Regions from separate parts of the Mus musculus genome. Here regions 1, 3 and 4 are each linked to region 2. Evidence: chromatin contacts called from public ChIA-PET, HiChIP or PLAC-seq and promoter capture Hi-C data. All regions are on one chromosome and are shown on one strand. Each heading gives the region's core, a stretch centred on a gene start, on an enhancer-like site or on the middle of the called end of the contact. The rest is flanking DNA. Distances are from core to core; before and after follow the strand shown.

The links. Promoter capture Hi-C pulls out the DNA fragments that hold promoters and counts their contacts. ChIA-PET counts read pairs in DNA pulled down with a chosen protein or histone mark. HiChIP or PLAC-seq counts read pairs in DNA pulled down with a chosen protein or histone mark.
Region 1: a contact with region 2 is called in a promoter capture Hi-C map of liver, with 2.9 times the contacts expected there. The contact joins the promoter of Zfp454 here to the promoter of Zfp354a in region 2. A contact is called at or near these places in 3 of 39 promoter capture datasets (hippocampal neurons, liver and stem cell-derived epiblast-like cells), 5 of 484 Hi-C or Micro-C datasets (CD4 T cells, cerebral cortex, embryonic stem cells and 2 more), 3 of 115 datasets of contacts at active chromatin or transcription factors (embryonic stem cells, neural progenitor cells and stem cell-derived neural progenitor cells) and 2 of 9 other capture datasets (adipose tissue and pancreatic islet).
Region 3: a contact with region 2 is called in a Ronin ChIA-PET map of embryonic stem cells, with 8 read pairs. The contact joins the promoter of Platr20 here to the promoter of Zfp354a in region 2. A contact is called at or near these places in 2 of 39 promoter capture datasets (the SN4741 cell line and hippocampal neurons), 3 of 484 Hi-C or Micro-C datasets (all in embryonic stem cells), 4 of 115 datasets of contacts at active chromatin or transcription factors (embryonic limb bud, embryonic stem cells and stem cell-derived neural progenitor cells) and 4 of 9 other capture datasets (adipose tissue, embryonic stem cells, liver and 1 more).
Region 4: an H3K4me3 HiChIP or PLAC-seq map of embryonic stem cells shows a contact between it and region 2, with 3 times the contacts expected there. The contact joins the promoter of Col23a1 here to the promoter of Zfp354a in region 2. A contact is called at or near these places in 2 of 39 promoter capture datasets (hippocampal neurons and stem cell-derived epiblast-like cells), 3 of 484 Hi-C or Micro-C datasets (cumulus cells, uterus and ventricular fibroblasts), 5 of 115 datasets of contacts at active chromatin or transcription factors (astrocytes, craniofacial prominence, embryonic stem cells and 1 more) and 2 of 9 other capture datasets (adipose tissue and pancreatic islet).

The regions. Positions count from the first base shown.
Region 1 is chr11:50,883,713-50,890,516 of GRCm38.p6, forward strand. Zfp454 (zinc finger protein 454) reads right to left here and starts at 3,789. Exons shown (of 6, transcript NM_172794.3): 1 at 3,654-3,789; 2 at 2,657-2,786; 3 at 1-99. The coding sequence starts at 2,689.
Region 2 is chr11:51,057,199-51,064,161 of GRCm38.p6, forward strand. Zfp354a (zinc finger protein 354A) reads left to right here and starts at 2,027. Exons shown (of 5, transcript NM_009329.4): 1 at 2,027-2,204; 2 at 2,874-2,956; 3 at 3,662-3,788; 4 at 4,205-4,300. The coding sequence starts at 2,924.
Region 3 is chr11:51,215,246-51,222,202 of GRCm38.p6, forward strand. It overlaps Platr20 (pluripotency associated transcript 20), which reads right to left and starts at 5,173. Exons shown (of 5, transcript NR_110444.1): 1 at 5,123-5,173; 2 at 4,213-4,308. It overlaps Gm12569 (predicted gene 12569), which reads left to right and starts at 5,326. Exons shown (of 6, transcript NM_001378502.1): 1 at 5,326-5,397.
Region 4 is chr11:51,285,501-51,292,098 of GRCm38.p6, forward strand. Col23a1 (collagen, type XXIII, alpha 1) reads left to right here and starts at 4,420. Exons shown (of 29, transcript NM_153393.2): 1 at 4,420-4,887. The coding sequence starts at 4,627.

The DNA.
Region 1 (6,804 bases), core at 2,539-5,038, 170 kb before region 2:
TAGCATCACATCCTGATACAAGGCCCTCTGGGCAGAGCTCAGCTGACCCCACTCCTCCTGGGTGAAAAGCACGGCCACATCCTTGAAGGTCACCAAGTCCTGTGACACAGAACACTTCCTTACCAACCTGGGCATACCACAGAAAAGCTCAGGCTGGCTGTCTCCACAGCTCTCTTGGATCATCTCACAGGTCTCCTGCAGGAGGCTGGTGTTCAGGGACAAGCTACATGTCCTCAGCATCTCCTAGTGGCTGAGCCTTGTGCTGCAGACAAACTTTGTCTCCAACTTAGGCATCAACTGTAGAGAAGTCGTTATTAAAGACTGTGCAGTTGTTCACTGGGTCCACGTCTCCCAGTCTTTCCACAGCCCTAATGTAGCTGTGTAAAGTCTCAGCACAACACATATTGCTATGTTCTTACTCATGGTGGTGTAGATAAACAAAGGGCACTGGCAGAAGTGTAAAAGCATACAGCACACAGTACTGTACAGGGCTAACACTTGATAATGACAGCAAACCACACTGATACACCTAATGTCCTCTTTTTAAATCATTATCTTAGCATACACCTCCATACACTCTTTCCTGTGGAATAGTATGTCACGTTTCACCAGCAGCACCCTCACCTGTTTTGTGTTTCTGCATCCCTGGATTAATTAGGAGGCCAGGCTGAACGGCTCACCCAAACTATCTGGTTTTCAGAAATGCCCTCTGTGTGTTCACATGAACACCAAACAGCTCCATGAAGCACTTCTCAGAATGGGCAGAGTCCTTCTATGGCACATGCTCACTGTTTTCAGTAAGCTTTCCTTCTCATCTACTCACCCAAACACACGTGTGAGTGTACACACACACACACACACACACACACACACACACACAGAGGCACACACACTATGGAAATAATTCTTCTGTATTGTGACGCCATCTATGTCTTCTTTGATTACAACTCATCCCTTCCTTGGAAATTCTGACCAAGGACAGATTCTCTCTAAGAAACCTGGAATATAGCATGGAAAACAGCACCTTGCACAGTGTGGTCTTCTGAGCTAAGAAGCCAGGGAGGTAGTGTGCACTGAAGAAGGTCCAAATGGAAGTCCAGAAAAGAAAGCAAAGGATCTAAGTGGAGGGACTCTAAGCATATTCTAGACTCCATTTCCATAGCCAAAGTCTGTTGTATCTCTGTATTGTGTTTCTGATAAATGCCTGCTTTAGCTTAAGATAGCTTCGTTAAGTTTGTTACATGTACCCAAAGCCTTCGTGCACAGCAAGGAGCCAAGAAACACTGGCTGGAGTGAAGCCATGAGTAGATTTACTAAGAACCATTGCTCATCTCTGGTTTCTGACACAGCTAATGAAGCTGATACATTGTCTATCCCTAAGCGCTTCTGCCTGATGGCAGCCAAATTACAGTAGCTTGTGAACAACACAATAGTGTTTGACTGCCATGCCTGATATAGCTTATCCCTCCAAGGTCCATGTACCTGTGTGAATGTGTTGGGAAGTGGGACACCTTGAAGAGGTGGGGCTTATATGTGGCATGAGTAGTCTCCTGGAGCTCCATTCCCTGAAGGGTTTAATGCACATCTTGTAGGATTGGGAGGAATGGGGCAGGTCCCTCTGGATTGCAGTGGCTATTAAGAGCAGCACATTGTTATAAAGTGAATTTAGCACCTTGGACCTCTCTCATTTCTTCTCACCATGCAAAACTCCCCACACCTTTCTCGGTCCTGTCATGTGGTGCCATCGGCTACATATGATGCAGCCTCGAGCCCTTGCAACCTGGAGCTGCCCAATCTTGAACTTTCAGCCTCTAAATAAAGCTCTTTGATTACCAAACTCAAGAAGAGAATGAGCTGTCAGCAAGCTAGAACTGGTTGGTGGTTCTTCCAGCTTCTGACCTCCCATAAATCCCTGTCCCAGATAGTTAAAGACTTAAAAGAAAAGGAATTAGAACAGGTTTTACCTAAAGAGACTGGTACCACTCAGAATGCCTTTTAGATCTGAGCCCTTTGTAGACAGGCTCTCCATGTAGCCCAGGTTAGCCTCAACTTTCAATCTTGCTGCAGTCTGCCAAGTATTATGAATTCAGGTGTAAGCCACCATACCCAGCTTTGTGTGTGTATATGTGCCAGCTTTGTGAGAGTGTGTGTGTGGTGCTGGAGACTGAACTTAGAGCCCTATACATGCCAACCAAGTATTCTACCACAAAACTATCCCCCTAGCCTATAGAAGTAGAGTTCTTCAATTATTTTTGTACTAATCCTATATATTCTTCTTAAACAAAAGTTACACGTTATCTTTAAAAGACATCAATAACTACGTGGCGTCTAGGACACCCCATGTTCACGGGAAACAGTTCAAATTTCTTCTTTAGATCCTATGTCAGTTCCTGCCTTTACCATTTTGGACCACCATCTTACTGGCTAACAGAAGTAGAAAGGTTTTCATTTTATACTAACCTAGAATCCTGCCCAGATGTGCCACTTTCATGCCTTACAGAAAGCTCTAAAGCTCACTAGGAGGAGATGTGTGGTGGGAGGGAGCAGCTGGGGTCTTTGGGGGTGGCTGGAAAGGAAGCTTCTGGTTAGAGCAATGAATGAAGTCAAGGACACAACTGGGGATACAGGGGGACAACACTGGACAGTGATGACTCACCTGGACCAGGGCCGGGAGCTGGCTGACAGCCATTCCTTTTCTCTGGTGAGCTGAGGAGCATTGAGTAGGAAGGAGGCAGGGGAGGAGCTTTACAATTGCTGGGGTTCTCTGGCTAGAAGCATCTGCACTCCTGTAATGAGAGGGCCGGGTCAAAGGTCACAGGGATGCGCCTCACCATTCACATCCTGGCTCACTTTGTTCTTTTGCTCCCAGTGCATACTCCCTCTGAAGGTAGCTGTCCTCACCCAATCTGTAAAGTGACTTCTCCCCATGCCAGCTCTCCTTCGCATCTTTCCTTTAGTCAGATCCTGCATGCCTTCCCGTTTGTGTGGCTTTGGCTTTCCCCTGCAGAAAGCTTGCCCGGCCCAGTCCTCAAACTCTACCCATTCTCTGTCCCTTCCCCTGCAGCTATGCTTTGGCGTCTTAAGACAGCCTTTCCTCCTGGGACAGCTCTATCCCAACTAGAGGGAAGGAGGAGGCAAAGAGGTGACTTTTTCCTGAAAGGGAAGGGGAGTTAAACCGGCCAGATCTCTCTCTCTCTCTCTCTCTCTCTCTCTCTCTCTCTCTCTCTCTCTCTCTCTGTGTGTGTGTGTGTGGGGGGGGGGCTGTTTCGTGTTTCGGATGGGACAGTGTAGGGAGCGGGTTTCCGGGAGAAGAAATCATTCACATAAGTCACCCTCCACAGTTTCGTCAAGTGCAGGGGCTGCAGTGAAGGTGTCCCTTTCTCAAGTTCCTCAGAGAGAACTTGGAGCCACGCCGGGAATATAACCAGCAGCTGTATGCAACTGTATTTGTGAGTTTGCAGCAAGATGAGCTAGAGGTCCTGACCAACCCTTCTCAACGTGCAATCAGGTTCGGATCCCTTAGCTCGACTACAAAACAGTTCTGCTGGTCCCTTCCATGTGTGGAATCAAATCTCAGTACATGCGCTTCAAAGTTAAGGACGTGGGATCCACGCCTTTCAAAACGGACCACAACCCACCCTTAGTCTACGTACCCTCTGTTCTCAACTCCCAGACCTGACCTTCAGTCTCTGGACACTGCAGATCACCGTGGGGCTTCCCTTAGAAGCTTGTCCACTGCAGAGCATAGCCTCGACAGAGTAGTCAGGACACAATGAGCTGGAGCCTGCTGCTTGACGCGGAGCCGCGCCTGCGCGTTTGTCCAGGAGCCGGGAAGCCTAATTCCCACAAATCTCTCTGCTGCAGCGCTTAGATTTTTGGACTCCTTTTCTCAGAGGGAGACCAGGAGCAAAAAGCGATAAAGCGCGCCTGCGCCTAGTCACTTTGTGGCCGAAACTACAATTCCCAGAAGGCTCTGCGGTGCACTAGCCTATCGCTGGGCAGACAAGTGGTCTAGTCTTGTGGAGACCAGCAGTGAAAAAAGGTCCAGGATGCTGTTATCAAGGTTACTAGACTCTAGGATCTGCAAGCAAAGCCAGAGAACATCCAGGAACGTCGTAATAGCGCCTAACGACAGAGAAAGGTCTTGAAAGACAGTCAGTACCAAGCTCTCAAAAATGCTACAGCCTCTGTTGGAGCTGGACTGGAGAGGCATGATAGACCTTGAGTGCAGTGAGGGTTTGGGTAGCAGGATTACCGGAGGGGGGTGCGGGGGGGGGGAAGGACGATGGCCCTGGAAGTCTCTGCAGAGTAAACAAGTGTCTCTGGGAGCACGGGATAGTATATAGAGAAGCTTGGATTTACTTCTGGTGACTGTATTTTGCTGGGGCCTGTGAGTATCGAGTAATGTACCAGAATCTTTCCCTGAAGATGTCTAGTTGCCTTTGGATATGTAGTAAGTATTCATGGAGGAACTTTCTTATTGGGAGAAAAGTGAAACAAATTCAATTAAAAAAATATGATTTGAGATTGACACTTCTGGGATTGCTGGCCACCCTTTAGGATACAATGTCAGTGGCTCTGTCCTGGGCTTTAAAGATGTCATTCTCTCACTTAGGGCACACACATATAGGTTAAGGCATAGAGCAGAGAGTGTTGAAACAGAGTGACTCCTGCACTGCAGTTTTTGTGTGACTAGGGAAGGTGGTCCATCAAACAGAAAATATTCATTAGGAGTGAATGAAAGGACAGGAATGCTGAGTTAGGGGTTTCAGAGTGAGAAGGGGCAGGGTGTTTGGGAGATTTTACTGTCCCAGGAAGAGCTCCCCACAAAGAATTTGGCTTAGGATATTTGATGCTTAGCAAGACCAGCATGTTCACCAGGAACAAGGAAAGAAAAAAGGGCTCAAGATGACATTGTGTGTGACTCTGAGGTTCTGACCCCATGGTAAAAATGTGGATTTATTTTGTGTGTGAAAGGAAAGCAATGGAAGTTCCAAGTGGACAGATGAACTTATCTGTGCAGACTATGGTCAGTTCTGGGCAGGACAGATTCAGGGTGAAAACTAGGGATGGTCGTAGGACAGTGACTTAGCATTTGTTGGCTTGCTTCCTAACAATCAAAACTCATCCAAAACAACAGCAAAATAAATTAAAAACCCAGACTATGGTGTAGTTGAGGGAGAGAAAGGACAGTAGACTTGGAGTTTTCTGCAACAGTCAGTGTGTGGCATACCCTCCCTCCAGTATACACCTCTTGTAAGGCTGGGATGATCGGTTTTGTGCATGGTGTAAGATTGTCTTTGTATTATTCAAATGGTGATTTCTGTACCAGCAGAGATATGAGTACAGCCCAGACATTGGAATTGTTAAGCCACACCTGTCTTAGTTGCTTTGTAAAAGCCTCTAACACCTTCTGATTGGTTTAATCAAGAGGTGAACAGCCTATGGCAAAGCAGGATATGATAGGTGGGACTTCCAGGCAGAGTTAGGAACTCTGGGAGGGAGTCTGAGGAGTGAGATTCCTCAATGAGACACAGAGGAGAGATTCTTCAGTCAGACTCGAGAGATGGAAAGTTCTCCATCCAGACAAGGAGGAAGACAGACATGTAAAACTGAGGCGAGGCAACCAGCTATGTGGCAGAGATTAGATTAATATAAACGGGTTAGTTTAAGTTATAAGAGCTAGTTGGGAACAATTCCCCCAAGGACTAAATCCTTCATAATTAATAACAAATCTCCATGGCATTGTTGGGAAGCTTATGGGTTACAGTTAATCCAATGGGTTATTTTCTATGACATTTGCTTTGAGAGCCTAGTGATCCTCCTAGGAGCTGTGGGTTCTGGATGGCATGCTAGTAAATTTAGACATCAGTTTTCAGATGTATCGACAATTAAATAGCATTTAGCACTAACTGTGTTAGGTATTTCCCTAAGCACTTTATTATCTAAAACAACCAAGAGCACCAAGTTTTACACCATTAAGAAAGGAGGAAACAGTCTCTAATTATGGAGCACCTTGAGCGAGACCCCAGTAAACAGGTGGGACCAGAAATCTCACCCCTGCTAATGAAGGAATATGAAGCATCCACACTGTGTGCCTAGACTAGCTAGGAGGAGACAAGTCTTCCAAAATCTTTGATGAAAGTAGTGAAACTTCTGTTTATCTGATTCATTCCTGCTGGGGCTAAGTGAAGTCATTAGGGAATTAATATCATATGGGTAGCCTTCCGTATGTATGTGTGTGGGTGTGGGTGCACTCACAGGCACCTGCTGTGTATATCACACAGAGAGACATGCACAGCCTCTAAACAGCACTGGCATGTAGCTCAATTGGTAGAGTGCTTGCATGAATATGTGATTTCGATACCTACTACAACTGCAACTCAGGAAGTAGAGACAGGCAACAGATTGAGTTTAACAGCAGCCTGGATGAGACTGTCTTAAAGATTAAAGCAACTGAAAACACACTGTAGTGACACCTTTCTCCTCAAATGGCTCGAGCTAGGATGCCCTTAGGAGCTTTCCTTACTGTTCCTAGCATTCACCAGGCCACACCCATTTTCCTCATGCACTTTCTGTCATTAGGATCCAGGCTAAGGAAGAAAGGGGTTGGGAGACACCAAAACTATTTTCCTGTCTGTTATCCCTATGAGCTCTGGATATGCAAATTAAAGTTTATATAGGACCAATCTGACTTCTTCAAGACTGGTTACTACTTAGTTCCTATCGCTGTGTTGCAGAGCCTATCAATAAGATCTTTGCATTAGGGTGAAACACCTTCCTTTAGCTTCATTTCCTGTTACT
Region 2 (6,963 bases), core at 777-3,276:
CCTGCCTCAGCTCATTGGCCATAGTCTTTTTTATTGACAGATGATGCGCGTAAGCGATTTTCTCTACAGAGTGGGGATGTGGCTCAGGGGTGGAATGCTTGTCTAGCCTGCTAGAGGCTCAGGTTCATTCTCCAGTACCACCACCAAATTAATTAAAATAAAATGTTTTGCATGTATTTATTGTGCATATATGAATGTATGTGGCACAGTGTATGTGTGAGGTCAGTCTCTCTTTTCACTATGTGAGTTCCTAGAATTGAATTCAGGTTACCAGGCTTGGCAGGGAGCGATTCACCACTGAGTCTTCTTCCGGGTCCTCATAAATAAAAAATTCTAAAACAATTATCTGTTGGCTCTTCCTGTAATGTCTCTGTCCTGATTGCTATGGATTGTCAATTTCATTAGATTGAGGGGTACCCAAAAGCTTGCTAAAGCCCATATCTGGTTGCGTTGATAAGCCGTATCCACGGAGGAGTCCATCATAAGGGCTGTTACATACACAATGACTTAACCCATTGATGGACTCAGTCTTTCAACCAGTTTTGGGGTGTTATGGAGCTGTAGGGGGTGTGGCCTGGCTAGAGAAGATGGGTTTCTAGGGATGTCCTTGAAGGGTCTATTTTGGCCCCACCCCTTCCTGTTAGCTGCTCTTTGCTTCCTGGCTGCCTTCAGCTCCACGGCTTTCATCTTCCTTGTCCTTCTGTGACATTCTGCTGCCTTGCTCTGAGCCGACAGTCAATGGAGTCAGTCAGGCGAGGACTTTAACCTGCCAACCACGGCCCCAAACTGGCCCTTTATTTTAGACCCTTAAGTTATTCTTCTCAAGTGAGTGTCACAGCCACAAAACTACAACTGCTACAATTCTGCCTCTCCTGAGTTGTTGCCTCAACCCCGTGCTTCATTCTTGTCTGCCCAGGCTGCCCTTGCTTTGCCCTACCCTTCTTTTGTTGTTTGTCTTTTCTTCTTTTTTGTTTTTTGTTTTGTTGTTTTTTTGTTTTGTTTTTGGTCTTATTACAGGTATCTTCTAGATCCCTATCTAATTATGTTCGTGGCTTGTTGTCTGGTTCTTGCCTTTTACAAAAAATAAAGTACTTCAGGATAATGACATTTGTTTTATTCAGTTTTTCAAATGGCTCATAATAGGGCTTGGTGCGTGACCGTTAGAACACAGACTGTACAGCGTACTCTGAAAAGTCAGACCACACACTCCTGTAGTCTCTCCCTCTTTGGACTGAGAGTTGATACAAGCAATGTGCTGTGACATTGACAAGGCTCACAGAGCTAAGTTATCTCTCTCTTCCTCTCTCAGCTGCCACCCTAGCTCCAACAGACACCCCAGACAACCTTGAGTTATAACTTAGCTTGCATCTACTGCCTTCCTACCTTTTCTTTTGACTCCTGGCACACAAGTTGGGCCATGTGTCAACACAAACTTCCCCAAACTTGTAAGAATACAGAATTCCTGTCCTTGGGAGCTGAAGGATATTTGATAAGCTTTGCCCGTCAGATCTCCATCGTGGCTGCCTTCAGCCTGATTCTAATAACTTCCCCCCTCCCCGCTGTTGTTATTTGTGGGAAAAGAAGAATTTTAAGGACATTTATTACTTGTGTGTATGAGTGAGTGTGTATGAGCATGGAATGCATCCGCTGCCCGGAGATGCCAGAAGGGGGTATTGGAACCCAGGCACTGCAGTTACAGGCCATTGTGAGCAACTGATATGGGTAGTGGGGATTGAACCTAGGTCCTCAACAAGAGCAGCAAGGACTCTTAAACCGCTGAGCACCTCTCCAGCCCTACTAATACCTTATAAAAAAAAAAAAAAAAAAAAAAAAAAAAAAGCTCTTCTAAAGGGTACTTCGTGCCAGCTTCCTTTCCACTAACCTGCAACATCTTTTATTATTTACCTAACAAGCAGGTGTTTGATTCCCGGTGTCCACTCTGACCTTCCAAGTAATCTGTGCATCAGACAAACCGAGGAACTTCAAATCCCAGAATCCCTGTGTCTCGAAGTGGACTACATTTCCCAGAGGGCTCCGCGGCCACCACCCTCTGGACCCCAAGATCTGACCCCCCCGTGAGCCTTCGCGGGTCTTAGGGCGTCTGTGGCGCGGCTCGAGGCTAGGGGCCAAGGTCCCCGTGCAGAGTCCTTACCCGCGGCGGCTCAGAGCATATGTGAGGCGCGGCGGGAGCCGGAGGAGGGAAGGTGAGTGAAGGCTCGATATGTTCGGACGTCAGACAGGGGCTGGGCTGGGTTTGGCTCGGCGGCCTCCTGCGCGTCCCCCTCCCCAGAACGCGCGCTCCCAGTGGCCTTGGCTCTGGACTGCAAGTGACCTGCTCCCCACCGCCCGGGCAGTGACCACGCAGGCTGTGTTTTCCGTGCAGCTCTCTTGTCCTGGGCTACTATTGGTCCCCTTTCTGGAGTTTTCCCCTGGTATTCTGGAAATCGATCTCTGACAGCAGCAGTGCAGTCGGGTGGGCAACGTGTTATAAGGAAGAACACCGTCCCTGCCCGTGGTCAATCTGAGGGGGCAAAACCGGAGGCGCCCCCACTGTGGCCGCATTCAGACTTCAATTTCCTTCCCAAAGGGGCTGGAAAGTGCCTGCTGAGATGTGGTGAACAGTCTAAGGGTGTTCACATGGGAGCTCAGTGAGTCCCCTCGGTTATGGAGTACAGTGTCGCCTGAATCTTGCTTCTGGACATCCACGGACAAGAAGACTGGTGACTTGTCGATTCTCTGATGCCCACCCCCAGCTCCTGGTTCCCTCTCTTGAGGCAGAAGAGCCAGGCTCAGATGATGGGACACTTTCGGAGATGCTGCTTCTGACAGGTGCCGAGCAACAGGTACTACTCCTTTCTTCTTTCCACCCTCAGATCCTCCCTCATCTTCACCCATCTTTGGAAGAAGAACCTTCAGAAAGAAGATGGCTCCTGAGCAATGGGAAGCGACATCTCAGGTAAGCACCTTGCCGGTTCATTTCGTAGCAGAAGGAGCGGATTTTGTTTGGTTTTCCTTCTGACAGTTATCCACGCAGTTCAGCCTTCACCGGGTTTCATCGCCCATGCCCTCCTTGGAGCAGTTGGTCCTCCCTCCGTGGGTGGTGGATTCTGTGGGGAGCACACCCCATGTTCACAGTTCCAGTCTTATGTATCTCTTGATAGACAGGCTATTGTTGCCTGGTGCCAGTCTGGTGTATGCCTACAAATTCCACAAGTAACTTGCCAGGTACCTGGGACAGAATACACATACGTACTTGAGAAAATTCCTTTTTTTTCTGGTCCTGCCTCCCGCACTTGTCTGTTTCATTCTCTGCCCTTACCAAAATTGGTTTTCTATTTTTTTCTTCTTTCTTCTTGACAATCCTTATGTTGTTCACCAAGCCTTCTCCAGTCTGTGGTGGTTGGTTGGTTGGTTGGTTGTTGTTGTTGTTTTTCCCACTTTATGGTTTTATCTTTTGCTTGTACAATTTCCATGAAAGTTTTTTTCTTATCGTGTATGTATGTATGATGTGGTGTGCATACATGTGTATATGCGTATTCTCATGTACTTGGTCACGTGTTTGGATGGCTGTATCTCTGTGTGAGGATATACATCTGCACATGTGTGTCAAAGCCTGAGGCTATAGGGTGGCTTCTCCCATGGAGTTGTCTGTCCCTCACAGGTGTCGTTGACATTTGAAGACGTGGCCGTGCTCTTTACCCGGGATGAGTGGAAGAAGCTGGTTCCCTCTCAGAGAAGCCTGTACCGTGAGGTGATGCTGGAGAACTACAGCAACCTGGCCTCGCTGGGTAAGAGAGTGCCCTGTGGGCAGAGACTCACAAGCGAGACCTCGTGCCTTCTCTTCCAAATGGAGATTTCATTGTGAAATCTTAGCAGAGTTTTGCCTTCAGGCCTTACAAATATGACCTTATAAGTAAGCATTGACACACACTTTGCACAGCAGGCCTGGAACTGCCCATGTGCAGTGGAGCGGGCGTGGCAGTGAGGGCACCGCTTCCCTTGGTATGAAGCAAAGGTTCATAGTCTGGGCATCTTCCCAACCAGCAGTCATTCCATGCTTGCTTGGTTCATCTCTCAGCAGAGAGCTTTGTTCCATCTCTGGAACCTCTTGCCCATCTCCTTTGCTATGTGTTTTTCTGCAAAGGGCCTTGTGAGGGAAACATTTGAGGCTTCTGGTTACTGAGCTCATCTTGTCTACAAGCAGGATTCCCGTTTACCAAACCAAAAGTGATCTCCCTGCTGCAGCAAGGAGAGGATCCCTGGAAGGTGGAGGAAGAAGGCCCTGGAGGCTTCTCTCTCGGTGAGTGTGTGCGCAGGCCTGGCAGTCTCTGCAGGCTCCAGTGTGGTGAATAAGGAGAGGGTGCAGCTTAGAGTGTGGGTTGGGAAATGTCTTCAGGTTCTCAGTCCACAAGAGATGGCCGGGGTGGAGGGGGTGGGAGGCTGGAGAGACAGCTCAGTGGTTAAGAGCACTGACTGCTCTTCCAGAGGTCCTGAGTTCAAATCCCAGCAACGACATGGTGGCTCCCAACCGTCTGTAATGAGATCTGACACCCTCTTCTGGTGTATCTGAAGGCAATGACAATGTCTTATCTGTAATGAGATCTGACACCCTCTTCTGGTGTATCTGAAGGCAATGACAATGTCTTATATATATAAAATAAATAAATCTTTAAAGAAGAAAGAGGTGGTCAGGGACTGGGATGGAGCTCAGTGGTAAGAACACCTGTCTAACACACAAAAAGCCCTGGGTTCAACTCCCAGCACGCGCGTGCGCGCACACACACACACACACACACACACACACACCAATGAAACAAAGTAAACAAACAACTCAATAAATTATCCGTAAATTAGATAAGAGCAGTGGAGGGAAACTGAAATCTGGGCTAGCTCTGTTATTCTCTTCTGATCATGTCCCGAATGAATTTCTTGGGGTCTTTTTTTTCTTGTTGGTTGTTTCTGAGGAGGGCTGCGTTTTCAGAGCTCATTTAAGAAGTATGGTATATTTAAGGGATGATAAAGAACTCACTCAGGTTGGAGTTCAAAATGTAAAGGAAAAGGAAACGGTGGGAAGGCTATGCATGTAGGGATCCTGTAACGAGGGCCTTGGTGCTGTTCCAAGAGCTGTGTCCTGGACATGGGAGCTGCTAGCATCTGCACTGCAAATGGCCACTGTACTTGTGGGTAGCTCTCAGAAAGCTGGTTCTAATCAGAAACAATTGAAAGGTCTCTTAGTTAACCAGCTGAAGAAACTATGGTATGTCCTTGTTCTGACAGCCACCATCTCAGAGAGTGTCAAGGAGTGAGGCAGGTTTCAGAGCACTGTCGAGATTAGATTGAAAGAAAATTGTGTGCACAGAGAGAAGGGTGAGGAGGCAACAATGTACCCTTTAAAAATGGGCCCGGAAAAAGAGTCTTTATTTGTATATAATGTTGTAAGTTGTTACAAAGAGCTGTTACATTCAGGAAGTGCTGTGAGGTGCACTATGGAGGATGGATTGAACTTGAGATGCAGCCAGACAACCTTAGGGCGCCACTGCAGGAATGAAGGAAAAGATAGCGGGGTCTAGATGAAGGCCCCTGCTTAGGGCTCTAGAGAGACCCCGTGTGATGATTTGGGGTGGTGGTGGTTTTCATTCAATGTATAAGTGAAGTGCTTGGATACGGATCTCTGGTGAGGGGTTCTATAAGGGTTGGAACTCACAAGTGAGATCAGAACCCTTGGACCCTTGAGCCGACCAGCTGGGGGTTAGGATCCTGGAAAACTGTTTTTACAAGATGGTTAAAAGAAAAGACCTTGTGAGCCAGACCTGAAGTAACCTAAAGGGAGGCTCAACAGAGGTGTTGCTATGGTGATAGAAACTAAGGGCTGATGAGTTGGGGAAGATCCCTCACTGGTGAACTCGCAAAGTTACTTTCCCCTTCAAAACTAAAATAACAAATACAGGGCTCAGTTCTTTAGTGCATTGGCTGATTTTGTAGAGAACCTGAGTTCAGGTTCCATCACCCACCTAACCATTCATAACTCCAGCTCTAGGGCTTCTGATGCCCTTCTTTGATCTCTGTGTGCCTCAGGGATGCATGTGGGACACCCTTTTTTATGCACCCTTACACATAAAAAATGTGAAACAGCCTTTGTTGTCCCTGGGTTTGTAAGTCTTAAACTGGAGGTGAGAGGCCATGGCTTGAAGGATGTCTTCCTTTGGGTCTCTTGCTTAAGAATTGGCGCAGAGCCTAAGCAGTGAGGCTGCGCTCTTCCTGCATAGCTACACTAAGAATCATGGGTGAAACCACTTGTGTATCGAACAGGCTTGGCGGGTGTCCAAATGCACAAATATTCCGAAATCCGGACATTTTTAAATTCCAGAAATGGTCTAGTAATCACATCTCCAGTGAGAAGTCCCCCCAGCCCCCTTTTCTTTTCCTTTTATCATTTTTAATGTCAGAAGCCACCAAGAGTCTGCTGAACCGTGTGGGGTTGTCAGCCATCTGCTGGCCTCTGGGGTTATAATCCGTTCAGAGGAAGGCAGCTTTTCCTGATTTTACACAGGTGCTACGATGGAGGTCAGCCACAGCCTTAAAACTAGCGACTTCCGTCCCATGGAGCCCAAGGCAGAGTCCTCACCATGGTGGTCTCCTGTTCTGCCTCAAGGACTTTGTACCTGACTTATCTACCTGCCTTCTCCTTTTCTTGATGGCCAAGAGCTCTTGTAGTTGCCTTCCTGGGTTTCCCAGGATTCTGCCCAGGGTTCCTTCCTCCATGTTCTTCACCTCAGCAGGCTCATTCTCCTTCCACACCATCCCCGCATAGCACATGGGCGCGTGATCTCTGTCTTCCTCTGCATCTGTATCTGGAGGCGGCTTGTTTCGTTTATTTCGATTTTCCAGTGCTGGCAGAGTAGGCTTCTGGTTATGCAGAAAATACAGGAATAACTTGCACCATATAAATAAAACGAAAAGCCC
Region 3 (6,957 bases), core at 3,923-6,422, 160 kb after region 2:
GAAAAACAGTCAGGAAGTTTCTCAGCAGGATGTTTGCCATGTTTTCTCCCCCTGTCCTGGGGGAAAGGCCTGGCCCCCCTTTCTTCATCAAACATTGCATTACCTCGGACACCCTTGGCCCTGACAGTGGACATTGTTGCTGCCATTTCTATCTATATAGGTAGTCTGCTTTCAATTTGGCCATTAGTCCAGTATTTCTTTCCATGAGCATGTCATGAATCTTGCCCTGGTTTCTGCAGGCCCCTGGTCACCCTCTGTAAGTTGGACCTCCTTCCCCCTGCTTTCCAGAGCAGTAGAGACCAAGGCAGGTGTTTAACAAAGGTGGCCAGATGAGGAAGCTGCTGTTCTGGATGTCCTCTGCAGCCACGTGCAGGGACAGCTTCACGTGGGCATGTTAAAACAACCCGGAGGCTAGCTTCCCTTCCTCTCCACCGGCACCCAGAGCATCTCTGGCAGCAGAGGCAAGGAAAGAGTGCTTCCATGAAGTTCCCAGAGCCGAAGAGCCCACAGTAGTCAGGGAATAAAGGGCAGTAATGAGAGTCAAAGGTGCAGCTCTTGGTCTACACAGCTGCAGAGCAAATAGCAAGGCACTGAATGCCGCTGGATGCACGTATACTGAGGCGGGTGGAGTTCCCATCCAGTCCACGAGTGCTTGACTGTTATGTGCAAAATCCAGTCCACGAGTGCTTGACTGTTATGTGCAAAATCCACGTCAGAAAATAGCTGTGAAACTCTCAACCTGAACTGTTAGCTAAATAACTGGTACACAGATGGAAGGAATGAGGAAGGGAGGGAAAGGAGGAAGGGAGTCAGACAAGGAGGGAAAAGGGGAAAGAAGGGAAAGGGACTGACAGGGAGAGCGGGGGAGGGAAGCAAGACTGGGTTAACGCTACCATTTTTTCTGCCTTCTAAAATAAGGAAGCCAAATAGACAAAAAGCTGCAGGATTCTTTTTTCAGTTCCAAATTTCTGAAATTATGGTATGTTTTGACTCCCCATTACTACTTTTTAGACATGCTTCGGGTCTCTCTCTCTCTCTCTCTCTCTCCCTCTCTCTCTCTCTCTCTCTCTCTCTCTCACACACACACACACACACACATACACACACCACTCCATCACATGCCTTTTGGTATCATTTTCATAACATTTTCAAATATATCTTCGTTAACACATGCATACCTTCAGTTCCTTTTATCTGCTGTATAATATTCCAATATGTAAACGTTACCATGACTACCTCAGTTACTTACCAACTGACTGACACTTTCCATTTCAGCTACAGTTATTCAGAAAATAAGGAAGACACTTTTACTTTTATTTTTTTAACTATGTGCATATAATTGTGTGGGGGTAGGTGTATATAAGTGTAGGGCCCACAAAGACCAAAAGATTCCTTGGAGCTGAAGTTGTCAATGGTTGTGAGCCACTTGACATGGATACTGGGAGATGAACTCAGGTCCTCTGCAAGAACTGCATTTCATGATTTTAATTCACTGGTAACTAATGAACTAGAACACACTTTCATCAGAATCATATACATACTTATGCAGATATATGATTTTATTTACTTCTGTGTATGTGTAAGAGAAAGGGGTGTTACTATATGGCCTATGTTGGTGGTACATGTATGTACCACCATACCTAGTTCATGGTTTGATTTTTAAAAATCCATATATCTTTCCAATTCCAGAAACTGTTAATTCCATTTTCTTTCTTTGCTTTCACTGAGGAATCCATTCCTGCTACAGATTTTCTTGCTCCATAGGCCTTTCTCAAAACTCGAAAGCCGCCATAATCTCATACCCAAGCTCTCTGTATGTATGACAGGGCCATGTGGATGATGCCACATTCTGCTGCCATCTCAAGCAATAGTCGGGCCCCTTGGACCACGGCTGCAGCACCCTCTGCGTGCCTGGGGAAAGCAAAGTAAAACCAAGCAGCCAACTAAACAAACAACACATTCTCCGTGAAGCCCACGTCCAGCAGGACACCTCCCCAGCTCTCCTTTCCAGTGTGACATCCTGGAGCCTTGGATGGATGACATCTTGCCACTTCCTGGATGCCCTGAGGGCCCTTTGCTATTGTCCCAGTGCGCTGTGTCTGTTTCATGTCACTGACCCTTAACAGGTCCTGTCACTTCGCCTGCATCGCACTTTTGCTCACATCTTGCTCACTCAGCACCTTTAACTGTGCATGATCCTGTTTCCTGGCCAAAATGTAGCTCTCTCAACTCCCATTCTGCCTGTTCGTTTACAATTCTCAATGTCAACCTGGTTAAAAGTAGTCTGCGGTAACCATGCTACAGCCTGAAGGCTACGTTGCCTTCGAAGTTCATCCAGCAGCTTCATGGCTTTTGAACTGGAAACCTCCATCAAAGTTTCAGGACACGTGCAGAATATACACAAGCCCTTTGTCATAATGCAACATGGCTTCTCTTCCCAGTTTATATAGAGTCTCCGTTCTCATGTGACGTCTCATTAGCACAGTGCTTACTGTCTAGATGACTACTGGAATTACAGTATTCTGCATCCTCACCAGAATGTCCCATTAAGACATTAATGATGGGGGACAAGGGGGTGACTCAGTGGTTAAGAGAACCAACTACTCTTCCAAAGGACCTGGGCTTAATATTCCAGCACCCACATAGTGGTTCACAACCATCTGTAACTCCAGCTCCAGGGGTCCTGACACCCTCATACAAATATACAGACAGGCAAAACAGCAATGCACAGAAAAAAAGTAATAAATATTAAATACATAAATAAATAAATTATATATAAAGAAAGACATTGATGACATTCTCAGGCTTCTCTAACATGAACCTTCAAACTCTTCCACATTCCTGCCACAAACCTAGAACCAATTTTCATCAAACTCCATGTGTCTTATCACCAGTTCAGTGTGCTAGTTACCTTAATGTGGCAATAAGCACAGTCCTGATATAGTGTAGGGGAAGAAAAGTTTATCTGTGTGTCTTAGTTAGGGTTTTATTGCTGTGAAGAGATACCATGACTGTGGCAATTCTTATAAAGGAAAATATTTAATTTGAGCTGGATTACAGTTCAGAGGTTTAATCCATAATCATTATGATGGGAAGGAAGCATGGTTGTACACAAGTAGACATGGTGCTGGAGAGGAGGCTGAGAGTTCTACATCTGGTTTCCCAGGCACAGGAAGAGAGAGACTGGGCCTGACTTGAGCATCTGAAACCCCAAAGCCCATGCCTGAGTGACACACTTGCTCTAAGGCCAGACCTACTCCAACAGGGCCACACCTCCCAATACTACCAACCCCTATGAGCCTATGGGGGCCATTTTCATTCAAACCACCACATGGGCTTAAGAGCCCATGTCCCTCTTCTGTCTATTAGCATGTTCTTTAAAGCATAGGTAGATCCTTTCATAACTGACTGACCTATAGCAATGTAAGATACACCTGTGACATGCTCTGTGTGATAATGTCTACAATATGGCTGTATTCTAATAGCTACATAGACAGTAGCATCATCAGCTTCAGTCTGTAAAGGCATTTCCAAGATGGCCACCATCTCTAATAAATGTGCACTCTCAGAATCATTTCTCTCAGAATTTAAGGCAAAAGCATATGGAAATCCTGAGTGTGCATCAATTGTATGATGCATTAACATATGTATATACTGTAATTCTTCAAACTCTACAAACTGAAACATATAATCTATAGTATGGCATCATTAAACAGATCTATATTCTTAACTCGGCATAAGTCTCTTTATCTAGAAATTTAATAGGCTGCCATTAAATTTGACTAGCTAGCTGAATGTCTGGAACAGGGCTAGAGTTACAAGGTGGCTCTAGGCTTTGGTCTGGCTACCTCTGAAGATCATTTATTTCGAATCGGAATTTCCCAATCTCTTTCCTATTACCTCCATTCCAGCCTTTAATTTTTCAGTCTTTCCTTCTCTAAGTCTGCTTTATTTTCATCTCTCTTAAACAGGATATCTAAAATTGCCATCATTACTGAAAGTGTAATTATTTGTATGCTGATGATCGTATCAAAATTATATGGAATCCAGATGCCCTGTGTTGTTGTGTTTTCCATTTCTTAACACAGAATTTTTTTCTTTTTCAATCTCTAACTCTCTCCTTCCCAAAGAGATTTTATTTTATTAATTTTTAAATTATTTTTTTCTTTTCTTTCTTTAGCACTGAAGCATAATTCCAAATATTTTTTTTACCTGTTCAAGGGCTTCTGTCTGGGCTTAGATAGGTATCTTCCGCGTGTTGTCTCTGTTGAGCTGTTCGGCGGCTTGCACCTCCCACTGAGGGTAACCCTGTTCCAGACATTCAGCTCCCAGTCAAGCCCGCTGTTGGCCCCGCCCCAGCCCTTAAGCCCACAAGGAATAGTTGGACCCCCTGTTCAGCTCAGTCTAACAGTTTACTGGAAGAGCCGAGGCTTCTGGGCTTTGGAGTGCAGGGACCTGATCTGTTCGCTTTGCCAGTAGCTCACAGAGTGTGTAGGATGGGGTGCCTGCCTGTCCTGGGCCCACATGTGTAAGCCCCCGGGGCTGCTTGCTCAGACCTCTGTTAGCACCAAGACTCTCACTGGAGTAGTGTGGGCTGACTTCAGCCTTTCCACTGTTGAAGCTATGAGCAGAGACGAAGCCTGCCACGCAACATAGTCAGATTGTGCGTGTGGCTGTGCCTTGGGGATGGGGTGGGTGGTGGCTGTGGTGTGCTAAGTGTGGCTAAGTATGTGCATGCACCCCGAGTGGCCTGGCTCCCAGGTGTCTGTCTAAAGCTGCTCTGACCTTCTCTGCCCCGAGGCTCTGATAGTGGATCTGGTTTTTCTGCTCAGTGAGGGCTTCTTAAAGAAGCACTCGGCCTCTGGCGGTCTCCTGCTTCTTCCCTGCTCTTTGGCTAGGAAGCCGCCTTCACCCAGGACTTTCCCCAGGCTCTAAGCTTGGATTTTCTTCCGCACATTGAGCACCAAACGCAACTGTGGGTCTTTCTCTATGTCCACCTCAGTTCCCAAATAATGGCATAAAGGCTCATATTTACTTACAATACTTTTGGTCTTAGCTTAGGCTTGCTCCTAACTAGCTCGTAACTCCATTAGCCCATTTATACTAAGTTCTGCCTAGTTACCTCCTCGGTTACATACGTCCAACTTTCTCCGCATCACAGTAGCAAATCTCCCGCCCGTCTCTCTTTCCCAGAGTTCCCCTCTCTGTCCGGAAGTCCCACCTTACTATTCTTAGTCTGCCTTTTGCTATAGGCCATAGGCTTTTTATTTTAACCAATCGGAAGGTGCCTTAGGCAGGCAAGGAAGGACAGAGACACATCTTCACACAGTGTACAAAACAACACTCCAACAAGACAGGGTGGTGCATGCCTTTAATCCGGGCACTCCTGTGACAGAGGTAGGTGAATCTCTGTGAGTTGCCCGCCAACTTGGTCTACATAGCGAGATCTAGGACAGCCAGGATTATGAGGTGAGACCCTGTCTCATCCCATATCTTAAATAAGCCAGCCCCGCCACAAAACCTCTGACCTACAATGTGTCCTGCTTGCAAGATGTGCTGGGGTAATGGCGGTACTGAATTTGTGAGAGTAGAAAGCAATGTCTGATTTAACTTGAGGCTTACCTACTCCGTGAGCGGGCGGGCGCCCTTGCCTGACACTTCTTGGAAGGCCAGAAAATGGAAACTGAATAGTCCAGAGATCTAGAGTAGAACCAAACACGACTAGTCTTTTTTTAAAAAATGATTCCTAATGATATTTTACTGTGATTAGAGATTAGTGACTTGTCCCGTTGTCATCAGAGAGGCTTCCTCCAGCAGTACATGGGAGCAAATGCAGAGATCCACAGTTAAGACTTTATGTGGAGAGAGTCTAAACTGGAGTCCGCCGGAGCTCCGGAAATTCCATGTAAGAGGTGGCGGAAAGACCTTGGGAGTCAGAGGGGCTAAAGGACACCAGGAGAATATGACCCACCAAATCAACTAAGCAGGACACATATGGTTTACAGAAACTAAAGCAAGCACCGGACCTACAGAAATCTGTATCCGGTCCTCTGCATATATGTTGTGGCGGTTAGCTTGTTGTTCTTGTGGAACTCCTAACTGTGGGAGTGGGTGTGTCTTTGACACTTTGGACTGCACTTAGGACAATTTATTTTTCCCCTCTTAGGTTGCCTTGTCTAGACTCGGTTGAGGGCTTTTTCTTTGTCCTATGGTATTTTCTTTTTGTGTGTACAATTGGTTGTGGTCTCTTGGAAGCCTGCTCTTTTAAGAAGGGATGTTGAGGGGGAGTGGATCCAGAGGGGAGGGGAGTGGGGTAGATGGTAGGCATGGTGGGAAGAGAAATGTTGGTGGGATATAGTGTATGAGAGAAGAATCTATTTTTAATGAAAAGAAGAAGAACCCAACTCGCGGGATTAGTTCCGTCCAGATCCTCATTCTCTTTATAATCCTGCTACTTAATGCCTTCGGCCCTTGGCTTCCCTCTCTCCCTTCCTCCTGCTCTTCCCTCTCCTCCACTGCTCTCCTGAGTTCCCCCTCTCTCCGGGCTCCACTCTCTGGTTCTCATCTCCTCTCTGTTTTTCTCCTAGCCAGATCTAGTCTGCTGAACATGCTCGATCTGCTCTATTCTCTCTGCTCTGGGCTCTCACAGGTGCCCCTGGCTGTTTTCTCTCTCTCATATTTACAACAAGAAAAATCCCTGGTTGAGCATACCATGAGCAGTCATGTCTTCAGTTTATCCAGAAACCATGAGCACAGTTAACAGAAATTCTCTGATCACAGAAGAGAGAGTGGAGATGAGATTGAATGGCTCTCCTGGCACTAAAGGTTGCCGTTCTAGAAATGGAGCCTCCACAACAGAAGACTAGCAGAGAGATGAAAAGTCAGCCCCCTAACCACCTTTCTAGGTGACCATCTCACCCTACGCAGGTCCCCTCCCTTTCAATAGTTATGGTTTCC
Region 4 (6,598 bases), core at 3,170-5,669, 230 kb after region 2:
CCACCACCACCCCCCTCCATCCAGTGTATGTGTTTATGTGTTTGAGTGTTTTGCTTGTGTGTGTGTACCATGTGTGTCCCTGTGCCCATGAAGTCCAGAAGAGGGCATCAGATCCTCTGGAACTTGAGTTATAGTCATGTGGATGCTAGGAATTGAATCCAGGTTCTCTGCAATAACAGCAAGTGCTCTTTTTCTTCTTTTTAAAAGTTTATTATTTGTTTGCTTGCTTGCTTGCTTGCTTGCTTGCTTGCTTGCTTGCTTGCTTGCTTGCTTGTTTTATCGAGACAAGGTTTCTCTGGCTGGTCTGGAGCTCACTGTAGACAAAGCTGCCCTTGAGCTCAGATCCACCTGCCTCTGCCTCCCAAGTGCTGGGATTAAAGGCACAGGTTTAACTTTGCTTACAGTGCCCACTGAGGCTAGAAAGAGGGTGTTAGGTCCCCCAGAACTAGAGTTAACAGATGGTTGTAAGCCACCATGTGGATTCTGGGAATGAAACCCGGATCCTCTGAAAGAGCAGTAAGTATCCTTAACTGCTGTGCCATCTCCTCCAGCCCAGTGCTGTGATTGTTTTATTTGTTTGTTTTAATTTTAAAATCTCAAATTGTCATCTTCTAGAGTTTGTTTTGGGTCTTTTTTAAAAAGAACCTATCATGGGTCCTTACCTTTAGTTGCCTGAGCATAAGGAATACAGTCCTCACTTTATTATCTTTGTATACCAATTCTCGAGTTGCTTGCAAGCACATTCTCTTATGCATCTTTTCCTCTGCTGTTTGGTCAAGGAGTTTCCTGTTGTACCTTACTAGTCTGTATGTGCGAGCTGCATGTGTCAGCTATTACATGGTTACTTCAAACTGATCTTTCCAGGTTTTGGTTTTAAGCAAGACCTAGGCCAGTACTTAGTTTAGGATTCGTTTTCCCCCACTGCATCCAAAAACATCTGAGTGCTCAGTGACTTTGAACTATAAGGTTTTCTGCATTTAGAACCCCAGTCTTCCTGATCTGTTCGACTCCTACTCCACGGGAGCCTAGATATCCAGCCCTCTCCCCTGTGATTCCAAACCGCCTTGCCCATTCAGACTACCTTGCAGCCACTCAGCTCTTCCTCCTATGTCCCAGCCCTGGCTGAGGTCTTCTCTGTAGCCCAGGAAGTCACTAGAGGACAAGGACAGTCTTTGAGTCTTTTTCCCATGCCCCGAAAACCTCCTTTCTATTGCCTGATTCCCCATGCCTTGCAGTCTGCCATATAGTTTTACTAGTTTTAAACAGAGTAGAGCTAAGTGGTCCCCTTTAGTCCCTGCTTTTTAAAAAGCTGAAGGCAAAGGGTCTAAAGGGTAAGTGGCTTGTTTCAGTTTTACTGCCAGCTGGCAGAAGACCTGGTGACTTCAGTGACGATCTCACCATGTACTTGAAGCTCTGTTCCTTAAAACCTTAGAGCTTGATTTAAATTTTGGGAGAGGTGGCTGGAAGTAATTCCATGGAGCCCTGCATTCTTGAGCAGCATTGTGAGCACATTCAGACCCTTCAGTTACCTGTGTTACCTATGAGTGTCAGTGGCTGGAACACACTGCACATTTCTGTTCCCGATGCAATGCAGCAAAGGGGTATGGCCAGGTGACCCATATATTTCCCTTCTCCCCAGTGTGGAAACAGCACTCCCAGTTACTCCATCAGCACCCTGTATAGAAGTCAGAGTGGGAGGCAGCAAGACAGCTCAAACTTTGTGGGTTCCTTGCTCTGAACATGCATAACGCAGAGATGGGAGAAGAGCAAGCGATTATTGATGGGGTCATTCTGGCTTCTATTCCTAGGCTTTTTGACATGTTTTATGACATGGCATCATAGAGAAGTGCCCTGATTTAATCATGTACCATATCCCAAAAGAGGGCACTGCACCCTTCTGAGTTACCATTTCTCCAGTGTCTTCAAAGGCAGCTCTGGTATTCCAAGGCTGGCTCCTTCAGACTACTACAGGATACAGGACTAACCAGTGAGTTCACCATCATGAGCTCACCTCACTTCCTTGGCTAATACGTGCATTGCTTGGTTGGGTGTGTTGTATGGGATTTTATACCCGTGGGTTGCCTGTTATGTGAACATTGTACAGGTGCCTGAGGCCCTGTAAATAGGAAAAACAGCTCATACCCGGAATAGTTTTGCTGTGAGGGACAGACCTCTGGCTTTTCCTGTACTGAGAGAGTGCAAAGTCATCCTGATGGCCTGTTGGTTCTCTGAGGAGTGCATAGAGGGGTAAGAATATATATCTGATAGGTTGGTGCTCAGCTGAATGCATGGTAGGTGGGGTGCATATCTGCCCTCTGTCTGCTTTTTGTGGGGCTGCCTTCTACAGTTTGATTCCTGAGCTCCTGACCTGTAGGTTCAGCCAGTGGAGGTCATCAGCAAGAGAGAGAATTTCTTCTCCCAACCCCTTCCCCCACCAAGCCGTGGTTTGCTGAGGCTGGATCTCAGCAACCAAAGGTCACAGCTCCTGGTGAGCAGACTTCTTATAGTACCTGACTTTCCACAGGCTGCCCAGCAGGCTTCTCTCACTAGTTCAGCTAGGGATAAGGGCTTCCTACTACTGTGAGCCAGAGGGTGCTCGCCACCCCCAACCCCCTACCTCCTGCTGGTTTCCCTCCTTGCCACCATGAAGTCTGTCTACCATCAAGCTGGCTTCAATCACCTGTTCTGAGGATGCCGCCTTTCCTTCTAGGACCCCAATTGACAAGTAACTGAGTGTTTTCTTTCCTGCCTTTCCAACTGAGAACTGCAGATGGTAAACATATTTCTCATCTCGATTCACTTACCCAGTGTTTATTGAACGTCGGCTATAGGCCAGATAGTGTTCTGTAAGAAGACAGCGGTGCCTGAAACAAGAGGATACAGTTAAAAGGTAACTAGGACAGATGTCCCCATCTCCTGATTAATCATGAAGGGGACTGAGAACGAGGCCACCTCAGATTGGGCAGTCTGGGACAGGCTCTGGAAACCTTGACTTCAGGATTAGGCGCTTGCTCTTCACAGTCTGGGAGGAAGGCTAATCCACATAGGTATCTGACAAGAATAAAGACCCAGGGAGCAATCGCCCTGTTCAATACACAGACGCTTCTAGAATGAAACAGTACCCATTAACACTAACACTGGTAGGTAATGGGTAGTGAGAATGGGTGCTAACTTGTAATACGGTGTTGGCGTCTTTTCAGAGACTTCAGTAGACTGTCAGGTTTGCTTGGCAAGAGGTTTTCAGAATATTTGTTGGGCACAGGCACAGTTTTCACACAGGGCCAAGACTTTATAACCACTACCAGAAACTCCACTTTACCTGAGGCCACAGCCTCCAACCCCAGGAAGTTTTAGTTCAGAGGGTCTTGCCAGCTGGGTGATTTCCCTTTTAATTAGGGGAGTAGGAGTGTTGCTGGGTCTCAACAGGCTTTAAGAATACAGAATGGATAATGCAGCCACAGAAATTAAGAAGACAGCCACAGGAGAGTCAGAAGGGAAGGTGGAAAATTATCTAAAACCCACTCCATCACGTGTGCCCCTTACCAGGCTCCAAACTCAGGACTGACTCTTCTCGAAAGGGTGTCCCAGGAGTTAATGTGACAGTTACTTGAGACCAGTTTTGAGGTATAAATATGCCTTGTGGGGGCCCTGGCAGCTAAAACCTGGATTCCAACTTCAGCCTCTCTGGCCATCCCTGTAAGTGGATGGCTTTCTCTTTGGGCCCGATTGGTGTCCTAATGTAACTGTGGTTAAGACAAGTCAGTATGATGCATTCCAGATTTGGGTTTGGGCTAAGTCTGTCCCTGCAGAATTCAAGGTATACCAAGTTTTAGACACTTTTCCCATTTGTTTTTTGTCTGCTTCCTGAACTAACTGCTCCCTCTGGTTCAGGAAAGAAGTATGAGCTTTTTTGTCTAGTGTCCATGCCTGAGTTGCTATGGTGAACATTGACTATAAGAGGTGCCTAGTTTGCCTCCTTCCTTGTCTCTTATTCTCCTTATTTCTCTCTTTCCTTCCACATTCCTCTCACTAGTTTTCCTCTTTCCTTCCTTTGTTTCTCTTTCTCTTTGATTCTCGGTTACCAAGTCTTCCTGCGCACACCCGCAGGGGTCGCTTTTGGCCACCAAGCGGCGCTCAGCTACCGTCTAGAAAGAACCTCTAACTTTCCCACAGAGTTCCAAGTTTTGCTTTGCAAGTGTCAGAAAGGTCAATCTACAAGCTTGGGGAACACTCCCAAGGCTCGAACAGTGAGTGCCTCAACCTCAGGCGGCCTGCGACAGAGCCGAGCCCGGCCGCATAGGGTGCCTCGGGTGGCACCGGCGGGGTACAGAGGCTCGCGCTCCGGGACCCGCTAGGCGAGGGCCCGGACTGCGAGGAGCTGATGAGCGCCAGGCCCCCACCACCACCCCCGCCCTCCCCGTCCGGCCGCTCCTCCCCTGGGTGGGTCCCCGCGCCTTTTCTGGCGGGGTCTATTTGCATAGAAGGAACTGCCCGCAGTGGCCGCTGAGTCTGAGCGGGCGGCTAGGGGGGCGTGCGCGATCCGCGGCCACCCGGACGCGGAGCCCCGCAGCCGCCGACCTGGAGCCGCCCCGGGCCGCAGCGCCGACGCAGAGCCGGCGGGTCGCCATGGGCGCGGGCGAGCGCGCGGCGGGCGGAGGAGGCGCGCAGGACCCCGGAGCGGGCTGCGGGTCGCGGGCGCTGAGCGCGCTGTGCCTGCTGCTGTCGGTGGGCTCTGCGGCCGCCTGTCTCCTGTTGGGAGCCCAGGCGGCCGCCCTGCATGGCCGAGTGGCGGCGCTGGAGCAGGAGCGCGAGCTGTTGCGGCATGCGGGGCCGTCCGGAGCCCTGGCCGCCTGGGCCGAAACGCACCTGGAGCGCCTGTTACGGGAGGTGAGGGCGCGCGATCGCCGGCCGGGGGATGTCCCGCTTCACGAGGGGGTGTAGGGCTGCGGGGGCGGCGTTGATCGTCACCTTCAGGAGCAGGACTCACCTAGTGGATTGCACTGGGGTCGCTGGTGGGGAAGGGTCCTGCTGTCCAGCTTCTGTGCCGGGACTTGCTTCTGCAGGAAAAACAACTTAAAGGGCTGTTTAGGTAACACTAAGGGGCTATGGTAAAGAAAGACCTTGGGGTAACAACAGTCCTGAGTGCGGAGTCTCTACTGAAGTGTGTGCTCAGACCCACAGCCTCTGCCTGCTCTCCAGCGCTGGAGATACTAATGAGGCTCTTGCGTTCCCACGGCTAGTCTGCCTGAAACAGTCCGGACCACCTCAAGGCTCAGGCCAGCCCTTCCTCTGTGTCCGGGAAGGTTAGGTTGGGAGCGGCTCTGGCCTAGATGTGCTGTGTTCCTTAGCTGGCCCACTAAAACTGTGCATCGAAGACTAGGACACAGCTGAGCTAGCTGCCTCTGTGCGCGTTTGGCTGGGTGGTGATCTCTACAGGCCACCCCCAAAGCGTCTTAGGTTTGTTTTCCGAGGGTTAAGACTCCTGTTTTGAGCCTGCCCTGGTGGCATCTGTAATTCCAGAATTTAGGAGGCTGAATTGTGTGAATCTCTCTACAAGTTGGGGGCTGGCTTAAACTATATAGTTGAGATGCAGGTCCAGCCTGGGCTTCAGAACGAAAATAAATAAATAAATAAATAAATAAATAAATAAATAAATAAATGCCAACCATTGGGCATATTGATGAGCGCCTTTAATCCCAGCACTTTGGAGGCAGAGGCATGAGGATCTCTGAGTTTGAGGTCATCCTGTCCAGGACAGCCAGAGGAAGACCCTGTCTCAAGAAATCAAAACAAACAACAAAAACAAAAGAAGATGGCCATTGTATGCCTGGACTTCTGATCTTCTGTCTACTGATACTCCATCTGACAATACCTGGCCAGAACCTCTACCCTCGGTACAGCAAGCCTCTTGCCTGTAGAACTGTGGCATACACCCGCACACTACAGTTTCTCTCAGCTCTGCCTCCCTTATAGGAATGGTTCACCTCCTCCTAGAGGAGGTGGTTGCCCCAGATCTAAAGGCGGGGGTGGGGGTGGGGAGTCAATCCTAAGGACAGTAGAAAATGAACCTTGCTTGTGGGAGAGGAAGCAGGGGGCAGGTGTACTATCTACCACCTGTTCCCTAAGCTGTGCCCTGCTATGGTCTTTGCTACTTTACTGAGCTGTGCAATGCTAGGGGCACAGCTCAGGGAGAAGGCTGACTTAGATTATGCAAGTCCTTGGGTTAGACTCCTGACATCAGATATTGAGCTGTGTACCCAAGGTGGAGTGGATTTGGGATTTCAAAGGGAATGGAAGAAGTCTAGACCTAACTTTCCTGTTTCCCACAGCTCCTAAGTCACTTTAAGATAAAGCCAACATTACCTCTCCTCCTTGGTTCCGGGCAAAATCGCTGCTTTCTGAATGATTTCCTCTCCCTTCTTTAAAGTGCCCGCAGAAGGGAGAACTCTGCCCCAAGCCCTGCCAGCAACTTATGACTTTATAAATTGCCACCCACTATCCTTTGTCAGCTCCCTAAAGGTCAGCAGCTGAACTGTGAATACCCCAACCCACTGCCACTTCTATTGGGAAGAATAAACCACAAGCCATGACCAGAAAA